2 separate regions of the Cricetulus griseus genome follow, and region 1 is linked to region 2. The links are chromatin contacts, called in public Hi-C maps. All regions are on one chromosome and are shown on one strand. The core of a region is the stretch at or near the end of the contact, and the rest is flanking DNA. Distances in the headings are between cores, read along the strand shown. Region 1 holds the start of Fam168a (protein FAM168A). Region 2 overlaps Fam168a (protein FAM168A).

Region 1 (5,686 bases), core at 1,257-3,756, 130 kb before region 2:
GTGGAAGAACAGCCAGTGAGCAGTCACATAGGCCTGATGTCTTGATCTTATCTCTGGGAGGGAAGTAATATGATTTCTAACTCTTTTGTTTAAAGCTATAAGTACAACTAGCTGCCCTTTGGTAAAGCCTTGGAGAACATTTTCAGGATTGCTTGAGGATTGGGCATGTAGTTCAGTTGGTAGAATGTTCGCCTGGCATGCATAAAATCCTGGGTTCCATCCCCAGCACTGAATAAACTGGAAGTAGTGGTACACACCTGTAATCCCAGAACTTGGGAGATCAGATATTCAAGGTCATCCTTGGCTACATCCTTGGCTAGTGAGTTTGAGGCCATCCTGGGCTACGTGACACTTTGTCTTAAAAGAAGAAAAAGAAGCTGGATGGTGGTGGCAGCATATGCCTTTAATCCCAGCACTTGGGAAGAAGAGGCAGGTAGATCTCTGAGTTTGAGGCCAGCCTGTTCTACAGAGTGAGTGCCGGGACAGCTAGGGCTACACAGAGAAGACCTTTTGGTTTTGAAAAACAAACAAACATTCTGATCCTCCTGCCTCCACTCCTCTGTGCCCAGAGATTACAAACATTCAACCCCCATCCAGTTTTAAGCAACTCTGAGTGTCAAACTCAGTGCATTTGTGCTTGCTTCGTGTCTTAGTTAGGGTTTCTATTGCTGTGAAGAGACACCATGACCACGAAACTCCTTTTTTGTTTGTTTCTTGGAGACAGTTTCTCTGTGCAGCCCTGGCTGACCTCAAACCCACAGAGATCTGCATGCCTCTGCCTCCTGGGTGCTGGGATTAAAGGTGTGCGTATCTGCCTGCCTGACCACAGCAACTCTTTTTTTTTTTAAGAATTTATTTATTTATTTATTTGTTTATTTATTCATTTATTTATTATGTATACAACATTCTGCTTCCATGTATATCTGCACACCAGAAGAGGGCACCAGATCTCATAAGGGATGGCTGTGAGCCACCATGTGGTTGCTGGGAATTGAACCCAGGTCCTCTGAAAGAGCAGTCAGTGCTCCTAATTTCTGAGCCATCTCTCCAGCCCCACAGCAACTCTTATAAAGGAAAACATTTAATTGATTCTAGCTTACAGTTCAGAGGTTTGGTCCATTATCATGGTGAGAAACATGGCGGCATGCACGCCTGTTGCTGGAGAGGTAGCTGAGTGTTCTACATCTGGATCAGCAGGCAGGAGGAAGAGAGCCACTGGGCCTGGCTTGAGCATTTGAGACCTGGTGACACAGTTCCTCCAACAGGGCCATACCTCCTAATAGAGCCACTCCCCCGTGACCAAGCATTCAAACACATTATGGGGGGCATTCTTATTTAAACCACATTGCACCAACTGAGCTACATTCCCAGCCTAAGAATGCAATTAAAAAGCACATCAAGTTATCTGCCTTCACCCACGGACCTCCATCTGTCCCTTCTGCTCTAACAGGATAAAATAGCTTCAAGTACTGTTTGGTGGTTGAAGACCAACTCCAGCTGCTGGTGAGAGGCGCTACTGCACCCTTGTGGACATATTTGGTTACTGCATCCAACCTTGTGCCTGTCTGTCAGAGTAGGACTTTCCAATGCTTGGGCCATGTTAAAGACCCAAATAACAGCTTCATTCTGTTATTAGTTAAAGCTGCTCTTGCACAGGAGATTAAGTCACAAGCCTGGATGTTAACTATGAAGCACCTCTGTGGTTCTGACCAACAACCTGTTCCTTAAAAGAGGAGATGGGTTAAGATGGGGAGGGGATTAGGATCTTCTGAAGTTCCTAGATTGGCTTTGGCGTTCTTAGAACACTGTGTCTCGGAAGATCTTGATTCTCACATGGTTGATATCCTCAAGTCCAGCTCAAGCCCTTGGGAAGAGTTAGTATGAAAGCCAGGGAGAATGGTTCCTGGCATCCTGAGTAGCATAGATGACACCCATCATTGTAGACAGTCACAGGAAGACAGGAAAAATAAATACCATGTGGGGTAGAAAACCTTGGAGAGATGCTTTGTTGCTGTTTGTGGGTTTTGTTTCTCTTTTGTTGTGTGATAGGATCTCACTTGAGTTGCCTAAGCTGGTCTTGAACTCACTATGTAACCCAACCAAAATGGAATTTGTGATTCCCCACCTCTACCCCCTGAGTAGGGAGAGGTAACAAATGTGAGCCATAACCTCCCCCACCTCCTGCAGTCCTGAAGTTTCGCGTCCTGCGATTTATCTTTTGAAAAACTCACTGTGGGTCTGCAAGTACAGCTCAACGCTAGGACACTTTCTTAGCATGTGCAAAGCCCTGCCTTCAATTCCCAGATTACAAAATAAGGAAACAACCTAAGACAACTTGCTTTCGTGGGTGGTGGAGGAGGATACAGCTATTTCTTGGGACAGAAGATGAGATAGATTAAGTGGGATTTAGTCGGCAGATGGCGCTGGTAGGGCGGCAGACCTGGCCCAGGCTAGCTTCCGCCTGGAGGCCCTCTTCAGAGTCAAGTGCCACTGGGAGATGCTGACGCGGTGAAGGCTGGTTCAGGTCTGTTCTAGTGTTTCTGTCTTAAGATCTCATCTACCCTGAACCCTATCACAGAAGTGCAAATATAAAACAGACTGTAACAGGGAGAAATGTCCAAGCAGGGAAGTAGAGTGATGATGCACTTCCGGAAAATGTGCTACCCCACAGCACTGTGGCCAGGGTCCCAGGAGAAGATAGATGGTCAATTTCAGTAATGCTAAAATGGAAAAGAAAAGTATTTTGCTGACATGAATGCTAGAGAAAAAATTTTAAATAGGGTGGGCAGGGGGAGGGAAGGATTCTGAGACGGTCACCTTGGAACTTCGGTAAGAGGAAGCATCCTTGGGATTCAGTGCTGAAAGTATCAGTTGCTGCCTCCCCTGGTTAATTCAAAGGTGCCAAGCTGTAAGTCTGGGGACATGAATCTGTAAGGTCTTCCAGGCCTTACAGATGGGTCAGTCCTTTTGATACTGGGGAGGGGGGAGGTGCTGTGTTAGTTATGGCAGTTTGAGATGATAGCTGAGTCTTTCCAATGAAAAGTCACCTGACCCTCAGAAATATTATATCACATTTATCAGAAGAGTCCTTGAATTAACTCAGGGGCTCAACTTGTCACTCAGGGCCTTCCTATCTCTCCCCCTGAGCCATATCCACCCAGAGGTTGCAAGATAGCTGCTACAGATCTTGTCATCACAAGACATTGTGATGTTCTGAAACCTGGAAGAAAATATCTAGGAAATTTCCTTTCTTGTCTCTTTTGCCCTATTTTTGTTAGGTAGGGATGTCTTCCTTAAAATTCTGCCTCCTCCCTACCCCTGGCCCCCGGCACACTTGATCCTTTATCTTTATGGGTCAGGTTACTTTTCTGTAGCTGTGGTAAAACACTGGGACCAAGGCAACTTATAAAAGAAAGTGTTTAATTTGTTTGTTTTTGTTTTTCAAGACAGGTTTTCTCTGTGTAGCCTTGGTTATCTTAGAACTTATGCTGTAGAGCAGGCTGGCCTCAAACTCACAGAGATCCACCTGCCTCTGCATCCCCAGTGCTGGGATTAAAGGTGACTGTCACCACTGCCTGATGAAAGTGTTTAATTTGTGGCTCACAGTTTCAGAGGGTTAGCATCCATGGCAATTATGGAGGGGAGCATGGCGCAGGCAGACATGATGCCTGCTCACATCTAGATCTGCAGCCACAGAGAGTTGAACTGGGAATGCTCAGCGTTTGAAACCTCAAAGTCCATCCCTGTGATACAACTCCTCCAATGAGCTCACACTCCTAATCCTTTCCAAACAGTTGCACCAACTGGGAACCAAGCATTCAAATACAGGCACCTAGAGGGGCCATTCTCATTCAAACCTCCACAAAGGGGCATACATGAAATGAAATCCAGAGGAGGAGACCTATACCAGGTCAGGCTTGAGAGAGAGAATGCCTACTGAGAAGTGGCAGGCTGTCTGACATAATATTCTTCCTTCTTTTCCCTGATATAAAACTCATGCATGTTCATTATTGGGTATTTGGGAAATCCAGAAAAGTATAAAGAGGAAAAGAAAGAGGCTGGGAAGAAGTTCAGTTAGTAGATTGCTTGCACCATGCACCAAACCCTGGGTTCAGTCACCTACATAGAATAAAAGCAGGCTTGGTGGTACAATCTAGTGGCCACACCCTTTGGGCATGGTTTTAGGTGTGGATGTGACCCCTTTAGGAGAGGAGCAATGGTGTCAGAAGTGGGATTTTACCCTGTATAGATGTTGGTTCCATAAGTCAGATTCTTCTTTGTTAGATGATTCTTTCTGGATAGCTATCCTTTCTTCTTTAGACATCTACACAACTGATGTCTTTTGACTTCTTGAAGATGGGTATTTTCTGTTTTCCTGTAAAGACAAGAACAGAACACTCCCCCGATCTTTATGAGGTCTCCATACAACTCGTGGGATTTACTTTGGTGGATGACCTGTCATTCTCCTCGTCAAGAGGTTTCCCCTGTTCAAACAGGATCTTGAAGCCAAGTGGTGGTGGTACACGCCTTTAGTCCCAGCACTCAGGAGGCAGAGGCAGGCGGATCTCTGTGAGTTTAAGACCAGCCTGTTCTACAGGAGCTAGTTCCAGGACAGCCTCCAAAGTCACAGAGAAATCTTGTCTCAAAAAAACAAACAACAACAACAACAACAAAACAAATGGGATCTTGATCAACCTTGATGGTATCCACAGCTTTTTAAAGGGTCGGGCCACTACTACAAATTCACTGGCAAGGCGAGATGCCACTACAAAAGACAGGGTTTCTCTGTGTACCCCTGGGTATCCTGGGGTAGACAAGGTTGGCCTCCAACTCAGAAATTCTCCTGCCTCTGCCTCCTGAGCACTGGGACTAAAGGTATTAAAGGCATAGGCACCACTCGGCTGCCCCTAACTTTTCAAACTACTTTCTGCTCAGTATATAAAAGTTGGTTGTAGGCCATGGCCTCAAACCCTTCCCTCCATCTCTCTTTCCTTCCTTCCTTCCTCCCTCACTTCCTTCCTTTCTCCCCTGTGTGTGTATGCACTCGCGCACATGGGTTTACACGCACACATACACATGTCATAGCATAGGTGTGGAGGACAAATGACAATTGGTGGTAGTTGGTTTCTCCTTCTACTGTGTGGGTCCTGGAGATTGAACTCAGGTTGTCAGGCTTGATGGCAGGTACCCTTACCTGCTGAGCTATCTTGCAGGCTCTCTCTTACATATCCTTTCTTTTGTTTGTTTTCTTACTGTGAAAAATTAATAAATGATAGCACACACAGCATATGTATGCAAAGACTATAATGAACACATGTGAGCTCAATGTCCAGTCTGAAAAACAGAGCCCCATCAACATTCATCCTTCATCATGGTTGCTGCTGCTTCTTGTTTTAGTTTTTTGTTTTCCTCCAAGCTCAGTGATTCTCTCACTCCCCTGGTCTGCAGGTTGCCTGCTGTGCAGCAGACCTGGGCTGGGTCTGGTGCTCAGCTCTGCCTCCTGTGTGGGCTGGCTGAGTTAACTTCAGGCTGGGACTAGATGAAGATCTGCTCCACATGTTCTCATCCAACTTGGACCAGAGTCTCCCTAGGGCATATGATTCCATGGCAGCTCCCTAAGGTGCAAGAGCCAAGTCAAACAGCACAAGCCCATTTAAGGCCACTGCTCTTGTTAAGTCTAGGAACA
Region 2 (6,428 bases), core at 3,162-5,661:
CTCAGCAGCTCAACATAATTTCCATGGACAGAGAGCCTGCTGCTCCCCTGAGAAGGCATGGAGGGCTGCTTTGGGTCTCCCAAGCTGGGGGAAGGGGGTCCAGAGATTTCTCAAGTGGCCTGCGGAATGTCTCTCTAATAGTGTCCCTTCCTCCCCCAGATCTGGAGTCACATTGTATGCAACTACTCACGTCTTACACCGGTGCTGGAGCAGTCCCCTAGCAGCACCACCTCTATTTGCAAGAAGAGACAAGGAAGTGCAAGGGTCACTTTATGCATCCTTAATGGTTTTGATTTTTACTTTTGGTTTTTGTAAAAGCTGCTTTTTCTAATCTCCTAGGAGCCTCCCCTCGTGCCTCCCTCTTAGCCACTGCCCTTCTGGCTCTAGCCCCTCTTCCTACCTGACCAGGCCCAGTCCTCTCTGCACTTCTTTCCTTCCCTAAGCATCCTGTCCCTGGGATCCCAGTCTAGTAGCAAGCAGAGAGTGAGGTTTATTGCGATGGTTCATCTAAAGGCTAGATTTCATTTGGAGAGCATAACAGATGTGGCCCTCAGGTCTGGGGTAGGAACTTGGAGCTATCAAGGAGGCCACATCTCTGTCAGATTGTCATTTTGCTAAAGCAAGATTAGTTCAAATACAAAGAAATATCTTCTGAGAACCATCGCAACAGACCAAGAACAAACCACCTGGTTATGTAGGAATGTTATCAGCAGCTTCATGTCCCCAGGCTCAGAGCCTGGGAAAGCAGAGAATCTGGGGAGGGGTGGAGGGAGGTGGGGAACTGGGGATGTAGTATGAAGAAAGGGCAAGAGGGTACTCAGCTCTGGTTTGAAAGGTCTCTGGCCATGTTGCTGGCCAGGACCTTGTGATTTGCACAGTGATGTTAACTGACCTGGCACTTCCTCCAGAGATGCTTTGACCTCAGACCTGCCAAACAGTTGCATGGTGGTGGGATCCCAGCATCCAGAGGGTTTGGAAGGCCAGGTGCCTGCATAATCCCACTCAGCCCGAGCCTCGTGGACCCACTCTGAGGAGCTTCCTTCTCAGAAGTGGAACTAGTGGTATTTCTCTCCCTTGCCCTTCTGCCCTTCCTAGTGCCGGGGCGCACATGTCTGTCTGTGGGGCTGGCAGGCAGGCCAAGCTCTTGGTTACCTTGTGCCATTTCACGGCCAAAGTGAATGAACCACATTCCAGGTGGGAGCTGGCGGTTCTGAAGGTCAGGATAGTGAAGGAAAAACAATAGCAATAATCATTTCATACTCATGGAACTGAAGGGACCTTAGCATTCATCATCTCATCCATTCCCCTATTTGACAGATGAGGAAACTGAGGCCCAGGGAAGCAGAAAGGACTTCTCTGAACCTCATAGTAAATTAGCATTAAATGCAGCCTTCCTACCTACTGGCATTTTGCCTATAAAAATTTAGCAAGGGATGGATTGGCTTGGCTCTGTAAAAATTTTAAGTCAGCAGTGCCCACATCTGGTGAGCTCTGGAATGACCTCTGGGCTGCTTTCTGCTGTTTTCCCTCATGGACTCCACAGGTGGGGGTTGAAGACTAGGCTGAGGCCACATAGGGCAGATAACAGGAACAGAAATGCATTTGGAAAGCCTGTGAAGACATCTGGAATGTTTATCCTGAACCTGACTCCACCTCTAGGAAAAGAAGCAGGTGGGCTGGCTGGAAGAGAGTAGCCCTTTATCTCAAGAAGAGAGGAAGAATGGGCGCCACCAATAAACGAGGACAAGGATGAGGCCAAGCAGTACAACCACATCTGGGAGAAGAAAGGGGACTCCTGGGACAAGGAAGTCCTTCCTAGTTTCAGCCAGCCACCTTCCTGTGCCCAGCTAGCAGAGCCAATAGCCTCACTGGGTGGAAAAGGAATACCTTACTGTGTAAAATTGGATCACTGGTAACATTTGAGACTCTGAACTATTTTCATTTTAAATTCATGTGAACTTGGACATCACATTCCTCCAATTTCCTATGCTCCCCTAAAGGAATAAAGAAAAAAAAAAAAAAAGGAAGCCCTTGAGCTAGAGTGACCTCAGAAACAGCCTGACTGTTCCCAGGAGGTCAGAGTTCATCGTATCTGTGGCAGAGAGCCAGAAGTTAGGGCTCCTACCTTCCTGGCCTTCTAGGAACTTCAGGACCAGGAAGAGAGACTCGGCTGCTCTGGGGTGCTGACAAGGGTTTCTTTTAAAACACAGTTTTCCAGTGTTGGTCTGCTTTTTACAATGCCTCCTCCTACCCTCTTTGGTTTTGTAGAGGTGGATGAAGGTTGCTGTAGATTATGTCTTATATGTTTGAAAAATGCCAAAATAATAATGGCGGTAATAATTACAGGATACCTTTGCACGTGTCAGGTGCTTCATAGATGTCACCGCACTTCACGGCCTAGGATGAACTGGCCCTGAGAGCAAACCACAGGGTCAGTTATTCCACCCCCTTGACAAATGTGGAAACAGATTCTAGACGGAAATGAAAGGGCCCAAAGTGAGGAATCCTGGAGGCTTCCTAGACCCTGTGGCCTTCAGGTGACCTGACAGAGGAGAAAAAAGGAGACCTAGGAATGAATGGCCTCTTAACGTTTGTTCTTTCCACACCAGTATGTAAACACTGTTTGTACCCCTCACAGTTCATGTGGTTTATCCCTGAGATAAAGGCATGGTGTCTGCTATTTAATGATAGCAAACCCAAGGCTCAGAAAAGGACAGGGACTTTCTGGTAAGGAATCCTCTGCTGGCTCTAGTCTCTCCGAGTCTGATCCACACACCGCTTCATGTTCTGAAGCATTTATGCTCTGTACCCATCTTAGACATAGTCTTCGATTCAAGATCAGAAAGACCCCAAGGTGAAAATCAAGTATTGACATGCTGTAGTCTAGAGGAACCAAACCAATTAACCTTTTCTCAGTAGAACACAAGAGCCCCAGTTCAGCTGGCCTCACCATTTTATTTGGCAAAGATCCACAAGTCTGGCCAAGCTTGGGGAATCATAGCAAAGGGACTGAGCCCCAGAGCACAGTGTGTGTGTGTGTGCTTTAAGTTAGGTAAACACAGCTCTGGCAGTGTCATGGGTCCCTAGCAGGAGTACCCTAGGTATCATCTAAAGGTTCTGGATGGCCGAGTAGTCAAAATAGCTGAGGCCAGGAGCTAGAAGGGGCCTCTCACCGTAGGACCAGGGGTGTGCACATGACACCATGAGCTGCCACACTGGCATCACCACACACACACACACACTCCTTATTGACACCCTGCCTCTCCCCATTGCAAAGCTGAGGTAGAGGTGGCTCTGTTTACCAGCCTTCCTTTGCACCATTTAGCCATCTTCATCAACCCTGGGCCAGGAAGTTTGGGTCTGGAAACTGGACTACCACCAGTGAGTGAAAGCTTGAAAGTCTCTTGCCATGCTTTACAAACAAATACAACTGTTTTTCTTCCTATGAGATAGAATATCTTTTCCCCAAGTGCATACCCTCTTCCCTGAGTATTCATCAGGGACACACATAGTGTCTGCTATCCAGACCTCCTTTTGTATGTACTATGACACTGATTGCTAAAACCTCGACTTTAAAGATGGGGGTGGGGGTTCATGATGCTCTGAAGGGTAAGAGACTTGCCAAAGGACACATAGCTCATGAGTAAAAGAACCGAGATTTGAAGTAATCTGCTCTTCCTGCTGGGTCTCTTGAGTGTAAGTTTGTCTGGAGAAAGAAAGGGCTACTTGCTGCCTCACACAGAGGAAGAATTTATGGAGACTTGGGGGAGCTCCTGTCTATCAGCTGGGCAGATTTTTGAGAATTTCTGCTTTAGGCTGAGACATGCAATGGGTCCTGGAGACCCAGAGGTAGATCCAGCTGAGAAGTTGCCACAAAAGACCTAACTCAGAACATCAAAGGTGACACTGCCCAGTACTGAAGATAATTGAGGTCAATGCCAGGCATCTTTGAGCAAGGAGTCTTGCCTCTGGGAAGCCTGTACTGTACACAGCTGCTGTCTGACTCCTGTCTAGATCCAACAAGGCACTTCAAGGAACATGGCATAAGCCTAAACTCCTGAAAGCACGTCTAGACTGGAGTCCTCAGGTTTGCTTGTTCACCAGTGAGCACCAGGTCCCAGGCTGTGTGTATCCCAGTGCTTTCTGGCCATCTAGATGGTTCCATGTTTAAGACCTAGAGGTTTCTTTGGAAGGCTTGATGCTTTGTCTTGAATAGCCTTCAGAAATGAGTCATGGGGAGCACAAAATAGGACAAGTCTCTTGGTCACCAATTGTGATATCCTTATTACAGACATGACACATCAAACAAGGCATTGGCTGAAGCTGGCTTAGTTCCCTACATATCAGATATCTTGCCCCTGCTATGGGCTCTGTGGTCTTCACAGCATTCTGGCTGGATCAGTCATCCCATGTGTGACTCATGTTCAGCGAGCTATGCCTTTCCATCTTGTGTTAACCACGTCAGTGCCAAGTATGTAACCCCTAGTATCTTATCAAGCTTGGGAATCTAGAGAAGGGCTGTCAGGGTAGGAGTGGACAAAGAGGAGCAAATCAGTGGGAGGGAGAAACTTAGCCAGGCTCACTGGTCATACGATATCTCTGGACAGACTTCTATGAATATTCCAGACTGTCCTTCCCTACCCCTGCTCCCTTTCCGAGAAAAAACACTGGTAAAATCTGGCATTATGTAGTTCCACAACTCAGCCTTCCACATTCCCAGCAGCCCAGCTTAAACATTCCATGGCCAGACTTGCCTGAGCCAGACTTGGGTCCCACTCCCTCAGTTTCTCCTCTGGGCATTTCCTAATTCATCAACTGTTGATGCCAGTCAGAAGGCCAGCCAAGAACAGGAGTTGAAACTGGTTGCCACAGAGCCAAAGAGGGACATAGCAGCACCTGCTTCAATGTGGCAGCTATATCAGTAGTCCTTAGGTATCCTTGCTGTAGCAGTGTGACCCTTTATCCATTCCAGCCTGAGGGTCAATTTTCTTTCCCAAGGGAACAGATAAAACAGCTTTACAGATAGCAGCCCACAGGAATCAAAAGAGTGAAACCTGCTTTGGGCTTAACCCTAGCATCTTCTATCCTTGACCCCAGCTCAGCCATCCTCCTCATGCATGAAAGTCAGACTAAACAGTAGGATTGGCCCAGAGACCTCAGGTCAGCCAAATTGACTGGATCTGTCTTTTGAACCATGCTCCTTACAAGGTGAGGCAAGGCCAGGCCTCCTGTACCTTGGAGTTGTCTTTGATCTTTGAAGGCCCAGGGCCTGTCCCCTTCCTGTCTTCAAGGCATCTGCATCCCTCTTTCATATCACATGACAGAGAAGCTTGTTCTCATGGCATGTAACATCCCTGTGAAGAGAGCGTTGTGTATGATTTTGTATTTTTTAATTCATTTTAACCTACAGGTTGGAATCTAATTTTTAAATTTTATTGGAACTCACATTTTAAAAACAAATAAAAACATTGAAAAACAATAATAATTATAATAATAAACCTTTGACCAGTGTCTTCCAAGTAGTTTGATCAAATAATTTATAGGTGTTTTCAAAACACAGCCTGGAGTGTAAAGATTGGAAAGCCCTGTGGCCACACTTGTGTGTATGAAGTGTAAACTTGGCTTTGTTGTTTTGGATTCCTTTGGGTTTTGTTTTGTTTTGTTTTGAAGATCAGATAGTGATCATTCTGAAAGGCTGAAGCCAAGAGTTTGTAACTATATGATATTTACTGTAAGCTGTAGAACATTCAACAACTATTAAAAAAAGTTTCCCAAAAGAAAAAAAAACAAAAAACAAAAAACAGAAAGTGGTTCTTGGGTGAGGGAGGCACAGACCACCTTGGGCCAATGAGTCTCTGCATTTCTCCCCCAGGCAATTCTAAGCTTCTTTTTAACTAAGTACACACCTGGTACCCCAGTGCTTTGCAAACTAAGGTTGGATTGCAACATGAAGGCTGTGTCTCAAATCCTGGGGAGATGCTAAGGGTTAGAACACTGGCTGCTCTCACAGAGGAACAGGGTTTGAGTTCAAAGACCCACAGCACAGTGATTCGAAACCATCCATAACTCCTGTTCCAGAGGATCCCATGCTGCCTTCTGGGCTCTGGGGCACCAGGCACACATGGTACATTTACACGCAGGCATTCATACACATAAAAATACACACACAAGAGAAAGACTGACTCAAAAAAGAAAACAAGCAATCCTGTGCTACTTGTCTTCTCAGGACTACTGGATCAGGCAGTGTATGGATGCTGTGGAGTGTCAGGTTAAGCACCTGGACCAGATAATATGATGGAAACCCAGGGAAGCTGTTAAAGAGCTAACATGTAGGCTGGAGTATTGCTCAGTGGTAGTGTGTGTGGGAGAGACCCTGCAGCATAAAGAAGATGGAAAACAACCTAAAAAAACCCTGCCATTGTTGAGTG

Evidence for each region. Hi-C and Micro-C count contacts between places; a contact is called where the count stands out from the background.
Region 1: a contact with region 2 is called in a Hi-C map of the CHO-K1 cell line, with 3 times the contacts expected there. The contact joins the promoter of Fam168a here to the enhancer-like site in region 2. A contact is called at or near these places in 4 of 8 Hi-C or Micro-C datasets (the CHL-YN cell line, the CHO-K1 cell line and fibroblasts).

Annotation. Positions count from the first base shown.
Region 1 is chr3:98,828,447-98,834,132 of CriGri-PICRH-1.0, reverse strand. Fam168a (protein FAM168A) reads left to right here and starts at 2,506. Exons shown (of 9, transcript XM_027407803.2): 1 at 2,506-2,524.
Region 2 is chr3:98,704,439-98,710,866 of CriGri-PICRH-1.0, reverse strand. It overlaps Fam168a (protein FAM168A), which reads left to right. Exons shown (of 9, transcript XM_027407803.2): 9 at 160-2,348. Among named protein-coding and RNA genes, the nearest start is that of Relt, 24 kb to the right of the region's middle. Within about 2 kb of position 4,411, at least 2 of the 6 cell types and tissues checked have open chromatin away from gene starts, as enhancers often do. A contact at or near this core is called in the CHO-K1 cell line and fibroblasts, where this site is marked.